7 separate regions of the Mus musculus genome follow, and regions 1, 3, 4, 5, 6 and 7 are each linked to region 2. The links are chromatin contacts, called in public Hi-C, HiChIP or PLAC-seq and promoter capture Hi-C maps. All regions are on one chromosome and are shown on one strand. Each heading gives the region's core, a stretch centred on a gene start, on an enhancer-like site or on the middle of the called end of the contact. The rest is flanking DNA. Distances are from core to core; before and after follow the strand shown.

What was found. Promoter capture Hi-C pulls out the DNA fragments that hold promoters and counts their contacts. A called contact is a pair of places that touch in the nucleus more often than the background predicts. HiChIP or PLAC-seq counts read pairs in DNA pulled down with a chosen protein or histone mark. Capture Hi-C pulls out chosen DNA fragments and counts their contacts.
Region 1: a contact with region 2 is called in a Hi-C map of the G1E-ER4 cell line, with 3 times the contacts expected there. The contact joins the enhancer-like site here to the promoter of Atf6 in region 2. A contact is called at or near these places in 5 of 39 promoter capture datasets (the C10 cell line, the HPC-7 cell line, HPC-7-derived erythroid cells and 3 more), 2 of 15 datasets of contacts at CTCF or cohesin (embryonic stem cells and stem cell-derived epiblast-like cells), 3 of 484 Hi-C or Micro-C datasets (the G1E-ER4 cell line and myocytes), 22 of 115 datasets of contacts at active chromatin or transcription factors (the 230-238 cell line, the NIH/3T3 cell line, the SCID.adh cell line and 16 more) and 3 of 9 other capture datasets (adipose tissue, embryonic stem cells and pancreatic islet).
Region 3: a contact with region 2 is called in a promoter capture Hi-C map of 3T3-L1-derived adipocytes, with 7 times the contacts expected there. The contact joins the promoter of Olfml2b here to the promoter of Atf6 in region 2. A contact is called at or near these places in 25 of 39 promoter capture datasets (the 3T3-L1 cell line, 3T3-L1-derived adipocytes, the C10 cell line and 16 more), 3 of 15 datasets of contacts at CTCF or cohesin (the NIH/3T3 cell line, embryonic stem cells and stem cell-derived epiblast-like cells), 5 of 484 Hi-C or Micro-C datasets (Sertoli cells, adipose-derived mesenchymal stem cells, muscle stem cells and 2 more), 26 of 115 datasets of contacts at active chromatin or transcription factors (the 230-238 cell line, the NIH/3T3 cell line, the SCID.adh cell line and 17 more) and 4 of 9 other capture datasets (adipose tissue, embryonic stem cells, macrophages and 1 more).
Region 4: an H3K4me3 HiChIP or PLAC-seq map of bone marrow-derived macrophages shows a contact between it and region 2, with 2.5 times the contacts expected there. The contact joins the enhancer-like site here to the promoter of Atf6 in region 2. A contact is called at or near these places in 1 of 39 promoter capture datasets (liver), 1 of 484 Hi-C or Micro-C datasets (liver), 3 of 115 datasets of contacts at active chromatin or transcription factors (the NIH/3T3 cell line, bone marrow-derived macrophages and embryonic stem cells) and 1 of 9 other capture datasets (pancreatic islet).
Region 5: a promoter capture Hi-C map of adipose tissue shows a contact between it and region 2. The contact joins the promoter of Cfap126 here to the promoter of Atf6 in region 2. A contact is called at or near these places in 8 of 39 promoter capture datasets (the 3T3-L1 cell line, the C10 cell line, the HPC-7 cell line and 3 more), 3 of 484 Hi-C or Micro-C datasets (CD4 T cells, forebrain and rod photoreceptor), 15 of 115 datasets of contacts at active chromatin or transcription factors (the 230-238 cell line, the SCID.adh cell line, bone marrow-derived macrophages and 10 more) and 3 of 9 other capture datasets (adipose tissue, liver and pancreatic islet).
Region 6: an H3K4me3 HiChIP or PLAC-seq map of bone marrow-derived macrophages shows a contact between it and region 2, with 2.6 times the contacts expected there. The contact joins the enhancer-like site here to the promoter of Atf6 in region 2. A contact is called at or near these places in 1 of 39 promoter capture datasets (neutrophils) and 9 of 115 datasets of contacts at active chromatin or transcription factors (the 230-238 cell line, the NIH/3T3 cell line, bone marrow-derived macrophages and 4 more).
Region 7: an H3K4me3 HiChIP or PLAC-seq map of embryonic stem cells shows a contact between it and region 2, with 6 times the contacts expected there. The contact joins the enhancer-like site here to the promoter of Atf6 in region 2. A contact is called at or near these places in 6 of 39 promoter capture datasets (the 3T3-L1 cell line, the C10 cell line, the HPC-7 cell line and 2 more), 1 of 15 datasets of contacts at CTCF or cohesin (the NIH/3T3 cell line), 3 of 484 Hi-C or Micro-C datasets (B cells, pro-B cells and rod photoreceptor), 9 of 115 datasets of contacts at active chromatin or transcription factors (the 230-238 cell line, the SCID.adh cell line, bone marrow-derived macrophages and 4 more) and 2 of 9 other capture datasets (adipose tissue and liver).

Annotation. Positions count from the first base shown.
Region 1 is chr1:170,621,768-170,624,623 of GRCm38.p6, reverse strand. No RefSeq gene overlaps it. Among named protein-coding and RNA genes, the nearest start is that of Olfml2b, 21 kb to the left of the region's middle. Within about 2 kb of position 1,478, at least 45 of the 459 cell types and tissues checked have an H3K27ac peak or open chromatin away from gene starts, as enhancers often do. A contact at or near this core is called in the G1E-ER4 cell line, the SCID.adh cell line and pro-B cells, where this site is marked.
Region 2 is chr1:170,866,318-170,869,110 of GRCm38.p6, reverse strand. It overlaps Atf6 (activating transcription factor 6), which reads left to right and starts at 1,340. Exons shown (of 16, transcript NM_001081304.1): 1 at 1,340-1,461. The coding sequence starts at 1,410. It overlaps Gm9929 (a long non-coding RNA gene), which reads right to left and starts at 1,281. Exons shown (of 2, transcript XR_003948181.1): 1 at 1,197-1,281; 2 at 1-530.
Region 3 is chr1:170,643,135-170,645,994 of GRCm38.p6, reverse strand. Olfml2b (olfactomedin-like 2B) reads right to left here and starts at 1,463. Exons shown (of 8, transcript NM_177068.4): 1 at 900-1,463. The coding sequence starts at 1,073.
Region 4 is chr1:170,682,639-170,685,406 of GRCm38.p6, reverse strand. Olfml2b (olfactomedin-like 2B) reads right to left here. Exons shown (of 8, transcript NM_177068.4): 8 at 2,618-2,768. Among named protein-coding and RNA genes, the nearest start is that of Olfml2b, 39 kb to the right of the region's middle. Within about 2 kb of position 1,331, at least 5 of the 459 cell types and tissues checked have an H3K27ac peak or open chromatin away from gene starts, as enhancers often do. A contact at or near this core is called in bone marrow-derived macrophages, where this site is marked.
Region 5 is chr1:171,121,606-171,124,336 of GRCm38.p6, reverse strand. Cfap126 (cilia and flagella associated protein 126) reads right to left here and starts at 1,292. Exons shown (of 5, transcript NM_001379426.1): 1 at 1,144-1,292. The coding sequence starts at 1,170.
Region 6 is chr1:170,663,838-170,666,632 of GRCm38.p6, reverse strand. It overlaps Olfml2b (olfactomedin-like 2B), which reads right to left. Exons shown (of 8, transcript NM_177068.4): 5 at 1-61. Among named protein-coding and RNA genes, the nearest start is that of Olfml2b, 21 kb to the right of the region's middle. Within about 2 kb of position 1,277, at least 65 of the 459 cell types and tissues checked have an H3K27ac peak or open chromatin away from gene starts, as enhancers often do. A contact at or near this core is called in the NIH/3T3 cell line, bone marrow-derived macrophages and embryonic fibroblasts, where this site is marked.
Region 7 is chr1:171,088,611-171,091,399 of GRCm38.p6, reverse strand. No RefSeq gene overlaps it. Among named protein-coding and RNA genes, the nearest start is that of n-TGgcc14, 8.1 kb to the right of the region's middle. Within about 2 kb of position 1,324, at least 8 of the 459 cell types and tissues checked have an H3K27ac peak or open chromatin away from gene starts, as enhancers often do. A contact at or near this core is called in embryonic stem cells, where this site is marked.

The DNA of each region.
Region 1 (2,856 bases), core at 229-2,728, 240 kb after region 2:
AAAGAGTTTTTGCTATTTTGAAATTTTAAAATATACTTACTGATAAAATAATTTCTCTCCTAGAAACACTGATAATCTTTTTTAAGTAAACTGATTATTAGACAATGTACACAGGTATATAATGTGTTTTAAACACTCGCTCACTATGTCAGGTGGTATCATATAAGGGCTTTTGAATATATTTCTTAATGTTTCATTTTTAATATTTTATGCTCTTTTACTATGTTAAATTCCCAAGGAATATTTTGTATGTTTTGAAACAAATTAGATAATGTTTTCAACATTAGATATAGGATCCTCAGTTATGGAGAGTGTTAAATGTTCATTAATGATATTTTTAGGGTATGAAAGGATATGAATATAAAAGTTGAACAAATCTTTTATGTATTACTTGATTCTCAAAATACTCAATATTATTAATATGATTGATGTATAAAATGCATTTAAATAATAAAAAAATTTAGGAAAAAACAAAAACAAAACAACAAAAAAAGATTATAGAACTAAAGGCCTTGAACTAGATTTGTATGCAAACTCTGAGTAAATTACGGGACACTGGTTGATGTCATAATTGGCTGGTGGTGAGAGAGACAAGAAATGCTGCCCCTGAGGGAAACTGTCTTAATGGTCACCATAAAAAGCTAAATAAAACAGCCTCAAGCAGATTGAGCTGATATACAAAGAATTTAGCTACCCTGGAAAGGATAATTAAGGTGATGCAGTTCTTTCATGCAAGCACTTGGGAGGCAGAGTCAGGCAGATCTCTGTGAGTTCAAGGCCAGCCTGGTCTACATAGTGAGTTTCAGGCCAGTGGGGGCTACAAAGTAAGATCCTGTCTCAAAAACAAAGCAAAGTTTAGACTATTGCTAGAGGAAGCTATTGGCATACTCTCACAATGTAGTATTCTGAATGTTCCACATCTAACAAAAATATTACTAAACACAGAGAGGAGGGTGGAGGAAGAGGGAGGGGGAGAGAGAGAGAATATCTATGATTCATCATCAAAAGGAGCATTAGTCTGAGATGTGGTGGCCAAACCTCTAATCCCAGAACTTGGGAGTTTGAGGCCACCCTGAGCTACAGAATAAGACCTTGTCTCAAAAGTAAAAAACAAACAACGCAAAGCCAGTCAATAGAGATGAAATCAGGTAATCAGAAAAAAAAAAGTAGATAGTGTAGCATTTAACAATGAAGGAAACCTTAAAATTTTAGTGTAGGGGCTGGAATATGGCTGAATTGGCAGCACATGCTATGCTTAAAAAGGCTCTAGGTTCAATGCCCCAGTACTGAGGTGGGGAGTGAGAAGGGGCTGGACCACCAGGAAGGTCATTGCTTTGGTCTGAGCTTCTAAATGTGGCTCCAACATCCAGGGTAAAAGTGAAGATGTAACAGCTCACGTCACACTCAGCTGTATGTCTGAGCAACACAAGAAGTCAGGGTCAGAGCGATAACAACTCCATTTCCCAAACAGGGCAGTTGCCGTTGGCAAGATAAGAGAGTGTTTCTGACGCAAGCCATCTAACCAGGCAGCTATTTTTAGTGCATGCGTGCATGTGTGCATGTGTTGTCTGCCTGTCCTCTCTCTCTCTCTCTCTCTCTCTCTCTCTCTCTCTCTCTCTCTCTCTCTCTCTCTCCATTAATATACTTACCTCTGTTTTAAAAAATGAAAGTTATCTGACTCCAGAGGGGAAAAAATAAGGCCTTTAAATATATGTAATTTTGTTCTCTTACAGATGGAAACTTAGTAATTTTTTTTTTCATTTTTAAATGTTGTTCTTTAGGCTCTAGTGATATAATAATTCTACTTTTTTTCCTTCCCCTCAGGAGTCAGGTAACTTCCTTTTTTTTTTTATGAACAACATTTAAAAATGAAAAAGAAATAACTAAGCAACATTCTAGGTACTATAGACAAAATGGCGAATAAACTTAAAAATGCAGCAATAAAGACTGTCTAAAATCTCTGTCAGAGGAAGAACTTGGGGTTCAGGAAGGGCAACAAAATAACCAATGAATTTTCCCAAACACTGCGAGCCCCAGGATAATAGCCAGGAGCCAAGCATACCCTGAGCTGGAGCCACATGCTGTGGAGGAGAAGTATCTCAGATAACTGAAAATTCTCCATGTGGATGAAAACCATAAAACTAATGATCTGAGATGCTGAATGAAGTCCCAGCAGAGGAACACATACATATGCACACCAGACAAAAGAATGTGATAACTACATCAGAGAATAGTAAACAGAAAATCTTGAAAGTAACAACCAGAAAAAAGACACTGCAGCGATACAAAGTTGGGTTGTTTTTGTTTTTGTTTTTGAGATACTGTCTTATGTGTCCCAGGCTGGCCTTGAATTCTCTTTGTGGTTGAAGGTGATCATGAACTTCCAATCTACCTCCCAACTGCTAAACTAACAGGCATGAAACCCTTCTTGCTTTAAGGTTGAAAGATCCAAATTGCTGCTCATGGTGTCTCACACTTGTAATCCCAGCATTCAGGAGGTTGAGGCAGCAGGATTGCTATGAGCTTGAGCTTAGCCTGGGCTACATAGTGAGACTCTACGACAAAAAAATAAAATCATAAGAGCTGAAAGAAAAGGAAATTTTGCTGGCATTTGATTTCACCAGAATTTTTAATCTTAGTATTTTCATTCTGAAAATATCCCAAAGGTCATGTGTAAGATATTCTGAAGTGTGTAAGGCTTCTGTGGTTTTAGGGTTCACACTCACATTAGCACTTACAATTGTGAGAGTCCTGGTGATAAGCTAAATGATAGTGCTTGATTCTATGTTATCTTTTGTAATAGTGCTTTATCTGGGGATCCAGCCTAGGGGTTTGTAAGTGTTAGGCAAGCACTCT
Region 2 (2,793 bases), core at 91-2,590:
GGGAGGCAGAGGCAGGCGGATTTCTGAGGCTACAGAGTTCCAGGACAGCCAGGGCTACACAGAGAAATCCTGTCTCGAAAAAAAAATTTTTTTTTTAAAATTTATATATATATAATTCCAACGACGAAAGGAATGTCATTTGTCGTAGGGGGACTTCAGAATCGCGAGTGTGCGTGTGTTCGTGTATGTATGCATGTATGTGCACGCGCGTGCTGCGTATTGCACATGCATGTGTGTATGTATGTGTGTATGTATGTGTGTGTATGTATATATGTATGTATGTGCGCGCGGGCGGTGCATTGCACGTGTGTATGCGGGTGTGGTCCCAGCCGGACTTCACGAATTCTGACCTGGCTTTCCTCTCACCTTGTTGCATTCCGCAATCGCAATCGGTAGTAACCGCAGCCACGAGGAGCTCGGAGGATTCTGGGAAGCATTTATGTTTGTTTGTAACCATGGGAAAAGTTCCTCTCGGTCCTAGAGGGATCCGTGTTCATTCACCGTCTGGGTTTGAATGCAGTCCCTGGCTACTGAAATCGAGTAAAACCGAAAAGTAAACAACACTAAGTAGGTTCTCGAAACTGTTGTTTCAAATTGCTCACATTTTCCAGTTGGAATCCGTGATGCATGATTCTTCTCTAAAAATATTTAGAATTTTGGATTTTAGTAATAAGAGATTGACAGCTTATTGCGAGTTTTAGAAACTCTTCTTTAGGAGGTAAGTGCGGACATGGAGAATTTATCTTATATATTTTCTTTGTTTAAATTTGTTTGAAGGTGGGTTTTCTACAAGTATTATTTGTGAGAAAGTTTACCTCGGATTCTGTCCCAGTAAAGGAGTGGTTCTAACACATGTCGGAAATTTGTATTTTTCTTTATTTACCGTGTACGTGGAAAATTTTTACAGCGATTGAAAAGCATTTATAAATACAGAATCAGGTTTACTGTCAATTTCTAATTTCGTTCTGAGATGTCTATATCGTAGTATTAAGCACAAAGAACAAGCCACTATGATCAGGAGACTTTTCAGTTTTAGTACTATCAGCGAATTTTAACAAAGCGGTAAAATCTGCGTGCTCTTCGCTCAATTTAAAAAAAAAAAGAGAGAGAGGGAGAGAGAAACAAAAAAGAACAACCACAAAACCCCACAGCGGGACAGAAAGTGCTGAAATCCTCGTAGGGAAATATTTACTCACAAGTCTATTGAGTTTGCTTATCTGCTGACGTCTCCTTAGCTTTGGATCCCAGTTCCCGCGTGCGGTGAGATAGTTTGCCTCCGCCCGGCCACCGTCCGTGTCAGCGTTCAGCTTATTTTGTCCTCCGGCCGCCGCCGTTTCAGGTTACTCACCCATCCGAGTTGTGAGGGAGAGGTGTCTGTTTCGGGGAAGCCGGCTTGTGTTGCCGGCGCCATGGAGTCGCCTTTTAGTCCGGTTCTTCCTCATGGACCAGATGAAGACTGGGGTGAGTGGATCTGCGAATGTACCCGAGCTAGGTCGGGCCGCGTCTGCGGGTTTTTTTCTCCTCCCGATTTCCGCCCGGTGGCGGTGACAGGTGTGGACGACCCGTGTCCGGGGAGCGAGGCCACGGGTTGAGGGTCGTAGAAGAGGCTGGCAGAGCCTCTGGGCTTCTGTCCTGGCCGTAGCAATAATGGAATGATGTTCTAATTGAAATTGCTGTAGTTTTTCAGCGTGTGTTCCTGGTGGAAATTCCAGGTGATCGTGAGGGACCAGAACTTAGTAGGATGATGATTGTAGCTGCCCCAAAGGCTCCAAGCTATTTTCTCAGACTGTGGGCGTGTGGCTGGGGAGCGCTGAGTGTGTGTGTGTGTATGTGTGTGTGTGAGTGTGTGTGTGTGTGTGTGTGTGCGCGCGCGCGCACTGAACGTGTACGAGATATGTTGAGAAAACTTGGTTAAAATACAGAAGAAAATCCTTGGCTCCCAGCTTGAACTGTTGGTTTAAGACATAGATCCAAATTGGCAAAGAAGAAACTCTCCCAAGCACCTGACCTCGTGTCCCTGATTACTAGATCTAACACAAACTGATGTAATCCTGACTGCTGTCCAAACACAGCTCTGAAATCTCTTGTTAAGTCTATTTTTAGTGTTCAGGAAGGATGGACCAGAGAATGACAAGGAACAAGCTTTGGCATCCAAATCCTTAGAGAAAGCTGATAGTCCCTTCTCGATTTCAAGACAGAATGTTAACAGGATTATGTGTGTTAATATGTGAATGGAGTTCTGTAGGTGGCTCAATGGATCCTGTAGTGAGACTACATTGTCCTTCAGTTTTGGGGACACTTTTTTTTCATGGACTAACATTCCACTATAACATGAGTGGGCCCTCAACTAGGAAGTGTTGGAATCCTAGTTTAATTTAACAGTGGCAGATGCTCTCTACAATTACAATCTATAAAAGGTTTATTTTAATCTTTGGGCCGATTTTGACAACTTTCTGGAAAAAAAAAACCTTTAAATGTTCATTCTCCAGTTCATTTCCCCAGCTAAATGCTTTTGTTATAGTAACAGCAGTCACTTGTTTAGGACTTTATTTTGCTAAGCACACTACATGTGTTATTTATGTTATGTTCATAACAGTCCAATGAGGTCCCGCCATCCTATAGATGTTGAAACAGAGGTTGACAGAATCTGTTCTCTGAGTCTTAGACGAGTAAGTGATAAAGTAGGATCAGAACCAGGCTTATCTAACTTTGAAGTCTGTGCCTCTGGTTTTTCTACTCTGTAACACTTGCTCCCCCCCCCCCCCCCAAGCCTAGATTCTTCCTAATGCTAAT
Region 3 (2,860 bases), core at 214-2,713, 220 kb after region 2:
GGCTCTCCCTCTTTCCCTTTTAGCTTCTGCTCTTCATCTCTGAGAGGGCTGGTAATCAGGGTGTTCTGAGGACTGAGTTAGTTCATAAACGGACACACTACAGCACGAATCACCATCCTGGGTCGCTTGGCCCCCTCTGGGAATCAGCCACAACTGTGTGGCTCGGCACTGACACTCCACTCCAGGTACACCAGGTCTTAACATAAATCCCTCTGTTTTGGAGTCCCCCTCATAAGCATCACACATGTAGCACATCACACACTCTGTCTTCACCAAGTGCTTCTGTCCGAGTGTCTCCTCTGAAGCCATAAACCACCTCCCATGGCTTATACCTATCCCATCTGCCTCCTTTCCAACTTGTCCTCCTGTTTACACATTCCAATTCTGACAGGCAGTCTCATAGGCAAGAGGGACTTTTCACAACCATTACATCACACACACACACACACACACACACACACACACACACACACACACACACACACACACACACCCCTTTCTTCTCAGTGGTATTTTCCTTTCCTCTCCTTTCTCCTGACTTGGTAAGCCTGAAACACTCCACAGTTGTGACCCATGCCCTTACTTTTTAACACAGTACTTTAACACAACCCAACAAAACTAAAGTCAGGGCTGTAGAATCTCCACTCTTAGTGCAGGTAAGAGGGACCAGAAGTTCAAGACTAGCCTCAGCTATAAAGTGAGCTGGAAGCCAGCCTGGTCTACGAGAAAGCCTGTCCAACACCAAACGAGCAATATAGTGTGATAAACTAAAAGTGAACATCCACTTCACTAAAAATACAGAGAAAAACAGCTGCTCATAAATCTTTCATCCAGGACCAGCCTCAGGTCCTTGAGGTCCCCCAAGGCAAGAGGGGTGGGCACGCGATTCCTCATCCTACCTGAGATAAAACGTTCTCCTGGTTGTCCGCCTCGTTTTGCAGAATGTCATCTTCCGTGGGCTCCACTGTTTGCACATCAGGGGGCTCGCTTGTCCCTGTGGGAGGTGTAGTGGACCCCCAGACCTGTGCCACCACCAGAGCAAAGCAGAGAACCAATGGCAGGGGATAGGCCATGAGAGATGCGACAGTAGGGACTTTAGTCCCTACAGAGACCACCTTGGGTCGGAGGTCTCAGCAAAGACAGGCTGGAAGGCGGCTTCACTGGAGTCCGGAAGAGTAGATGTTCAGAGAACCGTCTAACGTCTAAAGCTGGGTGTGGCTGAGTGGAGCAGGACTGTGCTCCCCAGAGACCCTGAACATCTCCTCCCAGACCCCAGCAGCTTAGACTGTGCAGAGAGGACACAAGAAAGAGGTGACTGAGGGAGCAGAGGAGGGCGCCGGCTCGACGAGGGCAAGCCGCAGCAGCGTGAGCTCAGGTGGAAGGCTAGCGCCGGGAAACTCGGGACACCCGGAGACTGGGCGCAAGATGGACAGTGGCCACAGCGCAGGAGGCAAGGGAGGGCTGCTGGCCCAGGGCGCCGCGGGGCTGGCGCGGAGGGAGGGCGGAGCCTCTATTGTGCCGGGCAGAAAGATGCAGCCAGTGACGGCCCGGAGGAGGAGGACCGGGAAGCGCACAGACTTGGGCGCTGCGCCCGGGGACCCCGCCTCCTCTAGGGTTCAGCCACTGCGCTTAAGCGGGCGCCGGCTGGCGTGGGAAGGGCGCTGCTGGCCTTGCATCTGATTGTAAATGGTCATCCGAGAGGGACTCCGTGTGCCTTTTCTCGAGTTTTCTTCACGCCCGAGCTCCGGGGGAGCCCTGACTTGCTCCCTGGACTGCAACCGGGACAGCGGAGAAACACGACCTCTTCTCTTGAAGTGTTTTATTGTTGTTGGTTTTTGTTTTGTTTTGTTTTGTTTTCCGGAACTTGACTCCATCTGGAGTACGGGAAGCTTTGAACTTACGAACAATTGTAATCTTCATGTCTGCTACAACCCTAGAACCTGATAATACCCCCACCCAGAGGATGCATCTTGAACCTCTGACAGAATGTGGAGGGAGTTGGATACATTTTTAAAATATGGAGAGTGGCTACAGGTCTCTGCTGTCTCTGCTGTTCTGTTTGTCCTAGTGACTTCCCAGAATCAAACGCCTACCACAGGGAATGTCTCTTGCAGTCTCCGTGGTTTGGGACAAATGGACAGGCCTCTCTATCTGGCCAGATAATCTCTAAAGGGTATATACATGTAATGGTGCGGTCCTCTTTTGGGCTCTTTAATTAGTGACCCTGAATATGCCTACTATGAAGATTAACAATGTGTCACTTTTGGAAAGAGCATTAAGTCTTCTGGGACAATTGCCACTCTGAAATACTCAGCAGAGTCAGGTCGATTCTGAGGGGCTCTAGCAGAGCTGAGCATGGCAGGCATGGCTCTGGCAGGCCTTGCCTTCTCCTAGCCCATCTTCCTTGTTAAAAACCGTTCCATTACATTCCTAAAGCCAGCCACCAAGATCTAGTCCCCCTTTTGGCCGACTCCTGCCCCCTGAGGCTATTAAGGGCCCCTCCCTTTGGCTGCCCTAATTAATCTGTACAATCAAAAATAAACCCCTCATCTAAACAGGGGACTTCCCCTTTACCTTTATAAACTGTCATTTGCCTATGTGCCACATCTGCCTCCTCTCTATCCAGAGGCAGTGTTCCTTTCCCCTTCTCCTTCATTCTCTATCACCTGACTTGTATTCCCTGCCCTTTGTTCCTTGGGGGCAAATAAATCTCCTTTGGGCTGAGAACTTGGTCTTGGGATGTCTTGTGCTGGATGCATATCAATCCCTTCAAATGCAAAGACCTAAAAGATATTCTACCCCCTAGAGAAATCTGAATACTTTGTTCCTAATGCTAAGCAAAGAGGTTGGGATAATGAAA
Region 4 (2,768 bases), core at 82-2,581, 180 kb after region 2:
GGTTTGGCCCATAGAGAGTGGCACTATTAGGAGGTGTGTTCTTGTTGGAGTGGGTGTGGCCTTGTTGGAGGGGGTGTGTCACTGTGGGGGTGGGCTTTGAGTTCTTATATATCTATATATGCTCAAGTCTAGCCAGATCGAGTCTCTTCTGGTTGCCTTTGGATCAAGATGCAGAACTCTCAGCTTCTCCTCTAGCACCATGTCTGCCTGGATGCTGCTGTGCTTCCTGCCATGAGGACAGTGGACTGAACCTCTGAATCTGCAAGCCAGCCCCAGGTAAATGTTTGCCTTTCTAAGAGCTGCCTTGGTCAATGGTGTCTCTTCACAGCAATGGAAACCCTAAGACATCCAGTGTTTTCAAAGGTGATTCACATTTTAATATTATAGTCATTAATGCCAAGAACACTGCTTAGCAGAAATACATAGTCCAGAGTGGCAGAAGAATATTTAGGGTCATTTTAGAAGTAGTTGGAAATTCTAACCTCATCTCAAATCAAAATTCATTTGTTTACAAATTTCAAGTTAGTAACTCAAAACTGCAATTTTGAACTCAAACATTCGAATACAATCTAATCCAAAACTATACTAATTTGACACATATACTGGGGCATGGTGGTAGGAAAATAGCAAAAGGTTTTGTTTTCTATAAATGAACAATATTTTAATTGGTTATTTTATGTATTTACATTTCAAATGTTATCCCCCTTCCCCGGTTTCCCCTCCACAAACCCCCTATCCAATTCTCCTCTCCCCATGACCATATCTCAGTAAGAGCAGAAAACTTTGTATACGTAGAAGGAACGTAGCCCGTAACACACAGGTCTCAAATCTGAGCTGAGGTGCTTCAGGTTTACTGCATGGCCCAACAGTACACTCAGTGCAAAGCTACTGTGTTCATGTTGTCATTGCCCCCTGCCCCACTGTGCTTTCTAAAGGAGTGTGTGAGTGCAGAGAACGGGAGGGTGAATTGCTATGTTTCCTCTGTTTTTTGAAATGATATTGTTAGGAATATTTATAGGAAAACAGCGAGTATATATTTCTCATCAATTCAAGTGCCGTAGGTTATGTACAGGGTGACAAAGTGAACTGATATTCAGCCAGTAAGTACGGGCAGCTGAAAGTACCCCTTCATCTGACAGGTGAGGTCATGGCCCAGGAAGAAGGGATGCACCTTATGCCTGTGGCTAGCAGCAACAAGGGAAGGCACTTGTTTTTTGAGGCACTGAATTTCTCAGTCTTGATGTTTCCAAAGTTTTATCCCAACTGAATATAGTCAAGGAGGGCGTTTCCCACCACGCAACCTCAGGCTGCTGTTGTTTCTCTGTGGTCGTTGTTCCTTCCTCTCCTTCCTCTTTCTAGCTGGTAAAAGGCACTAGATGGCAAGAATAGTCCGTTTGGTTCTAAGGCAATTAGTTCACCCAGATGCAATGGGCTGGATTCCCTAGAGGGCTGTTCTTCGAGGCCTTCCCCTGGTCTGCATGCAGTGGGAACCCCAATAGGTTACCTGACAAGAGGGGCGGGAAGTCAGCCCTCTCTCAAGCCCCTCTGCTGCTACCAAGTCAAACAGCTCTTGCATCTGCTGTGAAAGACTTGACTACCTGTAATTTGAAAAGGTGTCGAGTGCAGGAAGCTAGCAGGTCTGGGAGTGGAGGGGTGGGCTGGGAAGCCGTGCAGGACGCACATACTGAGCAGCCCTGACAGGTGAGCATGGCTGAGGTCCACAAGGACATATGAGCAGCCGTGGCTCTCCAAAGAGAGTGGGATGGACATGACATCATCGCCTCCCCGCCTCCTAACCAGGTTCTACCTCCTCCCACACCATCGTCCACGTTTCCCTGGGTGTTCTGGCTTCTACCTGTGCACTGGGCAGAGAATCACATTGTGCACTGCAGGGTCCACACAGGGCTCAGTCTGAACTAGGAGGGGCTGCAAGTCTTCCCTGCCCCTTAGGGAACCCTGTTTCTGAAAGACAAGACTGAATGGCACCGTGCATGGTGGCTTGTGCTTGGAGCTCAAAGGATCAGACAAGAGGACTTTGAGTATGGGGCTATCCAGTGGTAGAAAGTGGGAGTAGAGAAGGAAAAGGAGAGAACAGGGGAGAAGAGAGGAGAAGAAAGAGCATACCCATCACCCCAAGGACACCATCACCCCAAGGAGGGGAAAGGGGGTGTGGTGGTTTGTATATTCTTGGCCCTGTTTGGAATGGCACTGTTTGGAGGTTTAGCCTTGTTGGAGTACGGATGGCTTTGTGGGTGTGGGCTTTAATATCCTTGTCCTAACTGCCTGGGAGCCAATGTTCTGCTAGCAGCCTTCAGATAAAGACGTAGAACTCACAGCTCTGCCTGCACCAGGCCTGCCAGGACGCTGCCATGCTCCTGCCTTGAGGAAAATGGACAGAACCTATGAACCTGTAAGCCAGCCCCAATTACATGTTGTCCTTATAAGAGCTGCCTTGGTCATGACTAAGACATGGGGATGTCTTGCACTCCAATGTTTCTAAGAGCTCAGGTGCACACCACCTCGGAAAGAATGTTTCTGAAGAACACCCAGCCTCCTTCAGGAGCAGAAAGCTAACACCTAGTTAAATGCATCCCCAAGAAACGAAAATGAGCCGGGAAAGGATCTTAAAATATCTCCTTTATTAAAAAAAAGTATTTTTTTTCTGAGTTTTAAGAACTTCTCTAATACATAAAAACTTTGCCGCCACTTAGCACTTTTTCCTGAGCCCCACACTCCTGCTCCTGGCTGCAAGACCTGGAGGAAGAAAC
Region 5 (2,731 bases), core at 43-2,542, 260 kb before region 2:
GCTAGATTAGACCAAGGGATGGTAACCAAATCCACATTGCTACCTGCTTTTAGAAGGCCAAGGGGCAGAAAACGCCACTTTCTTTCTTTCTTTCTTTCTTTCTTTCCTCTCTCTCTCTCTCTCTCTCTCTCTCTCTCTCTCTCTCTCTCTCTCTCTCTCTCTCTCTCTCTCTCTCTCTTTTTCTTTCTTTCTTTGAGGCTGGGTTCCACCCTTCTGTCCCTGCCTCCCTGGCAAGAACGTTTTTTATTTGTAAAAATAGACCATTTGTAAAAATATTTGTAGACATAAAACAACCATTTGTGTTGCTTTGACAGAAGGTAGTTGGCCAAGGTGGCACACACCTGTAAGCCTCACGCTTAGCAGAGGAAGGTAGGAGGGTTGTGACTTTGTGGTCCAGTCTGGGATAGGTAGGTAGTAGCAAAACCTTACCTGTCTACCTACTCACACACATACACATAAACGAAGAAAAAGAACAACACTAAACTGGGAATACTAAAGAAGGAAAATATTTTCTCCAAAGGAACTCCAAAAATGTGTAGGCAATATTTTGTTTCTTTTCTTACTACAAGACTCTGGCTGGCCTGGAACTCTCTATGTAGACCAGGCTGGCCTCGAACCATCAGTGACTATTTTGTGTCCTTGTTTTCATTCTCTCTCTCTCTCTCTCTCTCTCTCTCTCTCTCTCTCTCTCTCTCTCTCTCTCTCTCTTTCTCTCTCTCTCTGTGTGTGTGTGGAGGGGGAGGGGTTCTCTTGAAGCTCAGGTTAGCCTTGGACTCAGTATGTAGCCCCAGAATGCCTTGAACACCCATCCTCCTGCCTCGGGGACCACTGGGGAGCATCTCTACCCCTATATTTTGAATTTTTCTGAAACAAATTAGTGCTAACTTTCATATAAATAGATATGACTTTGTCACTTGACTTACAAAGCCTAAACTGCTTACTCTGGCCTGTACAAATAAAATCACTGCTTCCTGGCTTACGGTCTACAGATTTAACCCAGATCCTCTTTGCTTGTTCCTGGGCCCTCCCACCCATGAGATGAAGCACCGCCTCAACCCAGTCAGAGTCTGATGGGAGCGGGCAGTCAAGGGCAGCATCTGGAACATAAACTCAAATGTAAAAGGGTGACGAGCAAGCGCTTACCTGGTTGGCACTGTAGTTAGTGGCCATGATCCAGTGCTGTTTACACTTGTTGCCTGGCAACTGCAGAAGGCCAGCCTTCTGGGAGTTACTCCCGGTCAGCAGGGGTTGGGCTACATTCTGTGGTTTACACTACCCTCTTCCTTTCTCTCTGAAACGTAGGTTCATTTTCATTTTAGAGTATAGAGGCCCAAACAAACATGAGAAAATGAACTGAGAAGTAGCCATGGATACCTTGAACACCCCGTCCTCCTGCCTCTGCTTCCAAAATCCCAGGACCACTGAGCAGGACCGCTGCATTTGCCTCAGTTACTATACTTTGCATGTGTCCAAAACAAATCAGGGATAACTGTCATGTAAATAGCTGTTTCCCCAACATAGTTAAGTCTGCTTCAGAATTTCCAGGTTGTCTTTGAATGACATCTTCAACTATTTAAACAAACTTTGAGACCCCCCAACCCCCGTGAGCTGAGTGTGTGAGACACTGTGGTATAATGAACTAAGCCTAACCCCTCATCCATCACACACTGTAGTGATGGCCTGCTTTGTACACTGAAGAATAAGGTGAATGAAATGTTCACAGTGGGAATTGGGCGCTGCCAAGATGCTGCTCACAGGATAACAAAGGCACACTGCTTAGGAAGCAACCAACTGGTTTGTTCCCAAAAGGAAATATATGTCTTATCCTTGGTCCTTAAGTGACTCCTGTCTCCTCCATCCCCCTACAGTCACAGGACCCAAGATATAGCTTCATAGTGTTGGTTAGGATATGGCAAATCAGAACGTAGGGTGGGAAACTGAGTAGGTACCAGGGCCTGAGCCTATTAGCTATAAAACCAAGGAACCCTGAGAGACTCATTGAAATTTCTGTTAAGTCCATCTACTCATCTATTGGGGTGTTAGAACTAAAGAGGGCTTGTCAGTTACAAAGTCTTAAGTTTTAAAAAAAGGAAAAAACCCAAGTTGTCCAAAGATACTTAAGAGCCAGATATGGCTGTGCACGCCTGTAATCCCAGTATCCAGGAAGTGGAGGCAGGAGGATCTCAAGTTCAAGACCAGCCTTGGCTATGTAGTAGGATCCTGTCTCCAAAAAACAGGGAAGGGACTCATGAGGCCCCCCCTCCTTCCTGGAGCTATGGAGGCGTTAACTGTTGCTGGGGGAGGGGCTCACAAGGCCCCGCCCTTTATGTTAATAGTTCTGGAGAGGGCAGGATCTTCTTTTCAGTGTTGTAACCAGCCACACTGGTAGGTGGTCCATGCTCCTGGGAATAACCTCCCACGTGTGCAAGCATCTCTGAGCTCAGACACACACACACACACACACACACACACACACACACACACTCAAACACGAAAGCATGGTGACGCCTCTAACCTCAGAACTTGGAGGAGTCAGACCTCTAAATGTGAGCCAACCAGGTTTACATAGTAAGTTCCAGGCCAGTCAGGGATGCATAGAAAGGCCTTATCTCAACAACCAAACAACAAGAACAAAAGTCCACGTGAAGTGAGAAGAGGGTATAGGGGGAAGCAGGTGGGGTCCACTGGGAGGGGGAGGGGCATAAGAGGGTGAACGCAATCAGAATCCTAC
Region 6 (2,795 bases), core at 28-2,527, 200 kb after region 2:
GGAGTTCGATGGAGTTGATCTGCTGTGACACAGTTTCCTCCTGCAGAAACCGTTCTTCATACTGCTCCTCAGAGGGGACAAAATGGAAGGTCAGGTCACTCCCTGATCAGAGACATGGGACAGGACGAACAGTGATGGAGCACAGGCCACAGTCAAATACAGTCGCACTTCCCAAGAGGGCCTTAGCTGTAGAGATTAGCTGTAGAGATCCAGTCCAGTCATCATGGCCAGACTGTCTCCCCATCCCACCACCTCGGTGTGTACAGAGGGGGGAAAACAGGGCTTTCACTCTGACCTTTAGGATCCAGCCTGGAGAAAACCCACCATGCTCACTTCTAACCACATCTCCTGTCATCTCTGCTTGTTTTCCCATGCATGAAGAGAGTTTAACCAGACTGTGCAACAGACATGGCCATCCCTAAATATGGCCGTCTCTTTGACATGAGGTAGTGATGGGCAGCTGGAAAAATGTGCACACATCCTTGTCAATCCCCCTTCACTGGGGTAAAAGAACTACCCGGGAGAGCACAACACATGCTAGTATGCCAGCTGTGCCCTTGGTGGTGTCGGTCCTCCATGCCATCTCTGTACCTCCCTCAAGCCTCTTATAAGGCAACCTCTACCAGAAGGATGGGCATGCTTGCTTGTTGGTGGTGCCATTTTAGTGAGCACCTATTACAGCCAACCCAATATAGAATATTATTTTTAATCCTCATAGCAATGGAGCAAGGTAATGCTACCAGCATTTCCTGGATAAGGAAACAGCCATTCAGTAACTTAGTTGAAACTCCACCCAGGGAAGTAGCTGAGAAGGATACAAGTGAAGTCACACAATCACCAAGTGGGCCCCACGGTTACTTCCTGGGCCTGTGTTCCTCCTTACATTAAGCCACATTGACTGTGACCTCAGGTCTACTTATTAGCCTTCCAAAAAGTGGCCACCATCTCCATGTCTTCAGGGCTGTGGTCTGGCAACTGCCCTGTGCATGGACGTGGAAGATGTTTCATTTCCCAGTGGAAAGAGCTGCCTGGGAGGTTGACAAGAGGCTCCTGCCACAGCCTCTACCTCAAATGCCCAGGGGCAACTAATTGCTGGCGCTGGTTTCCCTCCATGTCAGAGAAGCCAGCTGTCATTTCTTTGTGGCAAACCCCAGGAACTGACTTTAGGTCCAGGCTCTCGGGAAAGGGCAGGGACTGCAGTTCTTTGTCCCAGCCAAGGATATGGAGCAAGACGGTGGACAGCCTTTGCCAGACAACATATAATTTCCTTGGATTCGCTGGCGGCAAGTTGAACTGGGCGGCAGCTACCCCCACCACATTCTGATTGCCTCTCTGTTCATCCAAGAGTCTGCCAAATGATTTCACCTCCTGGCATCCAGTGTTCCCACACCCACAGTGCCTTTCCACTACCAACCTGATCTCCGGGCCTCCCTGCCAACCTTCTAGACAAGGACCACGTTGGAAGACCACCTTACAAAATAATTACTAGCCGTTCCAAGAATTGTCTGGCATCATTTGCAAGAAACAAAAATAACCAGCTAAAACCATCTCCCCTGTTGCAGCGTGGCGCTCACCAAAGACACAGGGCTGCTGCGTACACACCGAGAGAATGAGCCTACCTCTGGGCATCCTGTATCTCCCTCTCTGCTTCTAGCCTGGCTGGGTGGATTGTGCTAACTTCAGCACTGTGTGCTGTGGGGACTCAGGGAAGGCCCGGGAAGGACTTTGCTGAGCAAGGAGAAAAAGAGTTTGGTGTGTTTGATTTGGTTTGTAGTTTGCCCTCGGGAAATCTGAGCAGGGTTTCTGAATGTACCACAGAATGTGTCATCAAGACAACAGACCGCATTCTCCAGCTTAGCTGGCTGACTGGGAAGCTGGAAGCAGAAGGTAAGGAAATGCTGGCTGCACTGGGCAGCGGGGGCTGAGATGAGAGGCACAGGAGCCAAGTGTGAGGGGCAGACACCTTCACGTCCCTTTCTGGTTCCCAGAGCTCCTGGCTTTGGGGTGATTTCAGGTACCTTCACACCTCTTTGTGGGGTGATTTCAAGGTCCCTTAGGGGTGACCCACCCACCAGGCTAAACACATGTTTCAGTGACCAATACGTAAGGGACACTCAAAAATAAGACAAATTATTTATGAGGGAATATAATGTTTCAAAAACATCAAAAGCCAGGTAATGACTACTGTTTCTTGCTTTACAGCATGGGATTGCTTTTGACTTCTTTTTTTTTGTTTTGTTTTTTTGGTTTTTTGTTTTTGTTTTTTTTTTCGAGACAGGGTTTCTCTGTGTAGCCCTGGCTGTCCTGGAACTCATTTTGTAGACCAGGCTGGCCTTGAACTCAGAAATTCGCCTGCCTCTGCCTCCCAAGTGCTGGGATTAAAGGTGTGCGACACCACCGCCCTCCTGCTTTTGACTTATTGGGGAAGTCCACACACCATACTCTTCCAGTGCCTGTTGTCTCAGAGTCCCCATGTGTCTTCAGAACACATGTACTCGAAAGTTCCCAAGCCCCCCAGATATGCCCCCTTAGCCTCACTATAATGAGTTTCTTTACCCAAGAGTTCTGAGCCTGTAAGCCAGCAATGGAATTCGGTGTATAGAGTGCTTATCTTGCCCAAAGTCCTGGGTTTAGTCCCTAGCACCGCATAGACCAGGCATGGTAGTACACACTTGTAGTCGCAGCACCTGAGACTCTGAGGCAGGAGAATCAGTAGTTCAAGGCCATCTTTGGCTACATAGCCAGTTTGAAGCTAGTTTAGGAGAGATGACACCCATCAACTAACCAAACATCAA
Region 7 (2,789 bases), core at 75-2,574, 220 kb before region 2:
ACAACATTTAATTGGGACTGGCTTACAGGTTCTGAGGTTCAGTTCATTATCACCATGGCAAGAAGCATGGCAGTGTCTAGGCAGCCCTGGCACTGGAGGAGCTGAGAGTTCTACATCTTGTTCCAAAGGCAAACAGGAGAAGACTAAGCATCCAGGCAGCTAGGAAGGTCTTAAAGCCCACCCTCACAGTGACACAGTTCCTCCAACAAGGCGATATCTACTCCAAGAAGGTCATACCTCCTAATAGGACCTGTCCCTGGGCCAAGCATGTTCAAACCACCACAGACTTTAAAGTCTGAAACACACACACACACCTGTTCTAGAGAATTTGATGATATAAAGGGTTTAAACAATTGAGGTGTGACAGGCACAGAGAAGCAAAAATATACAACCTGGCTCCTCCTTGGACCTGAGCCAGATTGAGCAACATAAGCCAGTCCTGTCAACACTGTTGGGCTACGAGGTGAATAGCAACTCATAATAGATAGCAGTGGCTCAGGACCAAAGGGATGGATAGCTCAAGGAAATGCCTGGATTTATGGGACTAGGTGGAGCAACGTTTCCCATACAAGTGATCATACCCAACATTGCAATTTTAAATATTTTTATTTTTAATTATGTATTTGTATCTGTGCATGTGAGTACAGGTGACAACAAAGGCCAGAGGCAGTGGACCCTCTGAAGTGGGAGTTATACATAGATGCTGTGGATATCATTCGGGTCCTCTGGATTAGCAGTGTGTGCTTCTAACTGCTGAGCTATCTCACCAGATCCTAACAGTGATATTTTATTTTGGGGGTGGGTATTTTTGGGACAGACTTGGTCTGTGTAGCTTTGGCCATCTGGCCTGGAACTCACTTTGTAGACCAGGTTGGCCTTGAATTCAGAGATGTTCATGTCTCTGCTTCCAGAGCATTGGGATAAACAGCATGAGCCACCATTGCCCAGACTATTTTTGTTTTGTTTTGTTTTTGATGAAAGGCTTGATCAAAGTGATGAGGCCTTTTTGTACTGTATTGGCACTACTTATAATTTCTCTTTAAACATTAACTTAGCTATCTAAGACATATTGACACTCATTTGAAACAGATAACTGTGGGCCTCCAGAAAAGCTGCCTGCCCTCTGTAGACAGATTTTGTTACACAATTAGATCCCTTAAGGATCTTACAGATTGGGGAAAACAGTAAAGACAAGTTTAAGAGTTTAAACAAATGTTGTGAATAGCAGATGCTGTTTGTATTTTGATGCTAATTCCACTCTCCTGGGAGGGGTTGTAGACAAGGAGTGAGTCACATACTCAGGTGACTTCTTGTGAACCAATCCTCTTAAAATGAAAGAGTCAATCACTGGGCAAGTAGGAAGGACTTCCAGATTGGACAGAGGAAGAGAGGAAGCAGGAGAGAGTTAAGTCTTTTTGGATAGGGATAGCTTAGGACAAGATGTAATTACTAGTGTCTCCTGGCTTCAGTGGCGGATCTGTAGGATTCACCACCAGAGGATTTAGATTTAATATGGTTTACAAAGTTAGGATTTTAGTTGTTGCGCACAGCAATTGAGTTACTGCTGTTTCTGAACTAAGTGTGTGTTGCATCTTCCTTCACACAGTGGCTTGTCTGGGTTCAAGAGAGAAAGGTACAGCGGCGAAGCATGGTGGGTTTGCTTGATGTGCACCACAAAAGTTTTAAAGCATGGGGCTGGAGTGATAGCGACCGGCCAGTGGGAACCTAGCAAGCTGAGTGGAGAAGTTTTGGGAGCTTCAGGCCAGAGAGTCTCCACGAGATGAAAACAGATCGTCCATTGCCCGCCAGTGCATGGCCATCCAGGCCACCGGGGCACCAAGTTGCTAACACAAGTGCAGGAACAAGCTGGTTCATTCTTTTTAATATTTCTTGCAACAAACAAAGGCAGTCTGAACAGAGGACAGTAACCTGAGCCCATAAGGTTGTAAAATGAAACTTCTCCATCATCTTCTGATTGGTTAAAATAAAAAGCCTATGGCCTATAGCAGAAAAACAAAAACAAAACAAACAAAAAAACAAACCACCACCACCAACAACAACAACAAAAAACCAGAGTAACAAGGTGGGACTTCCAGAGACAGAGGACAACTCTGGAAAGGAGTCAGGCACGGGAGATTGGCCACCCAGACTGGGAGGAAGCTGGACATATGAAACTGATGATAGACAACTAACCAGCCTCGTGACAAAACTTAGATTAGTGTAAATGGGATAATTAGGTTATGAGCCAGAGGGCAACAAGCCTAGCATAAGGCCTAGGCATTCTTAAATAAATATAGATTCCATGCCATTATTTGGGAACTGGGGCAGAAACAGAAGTGCCCACACTTACAAAACCAGGGACTATATTTGGTGACAACTAAAAGAAGTCCATAGAGGAAAAAAAAATCTTGTGTTATTGTAGATGCAACATTTGTCAGTTAAAAAGCCCATGGCTTTAGCAGGAAACAGAAGGTGGATGATCCAGGAGGCAAAAAGAATTCTGGGATAGAGCTGTTGTGTCTGGCCAGTAGATCACAACCTGAGTTCTAGCCTGGAAAGGTATTTTGGAAACCTGGAAGAGAAGAGGGGCTGGGCTGCGCGAGATAAGGAAGGAACCAAGACAAAGGTCTCTCTCTGCTCAAGGTTCAATTTTTACTATTTTGGCACTCCGTTATGAAGGAAGGGGGAGGGGCCCAATTCCCGCCAAATAATCTCGGAATCCAGTAGCAGGGTGACCACGTGTGTAGCTCCAAACAGCAAAGCGGTAGGTTCCAGCAGTGGGCGTGGCA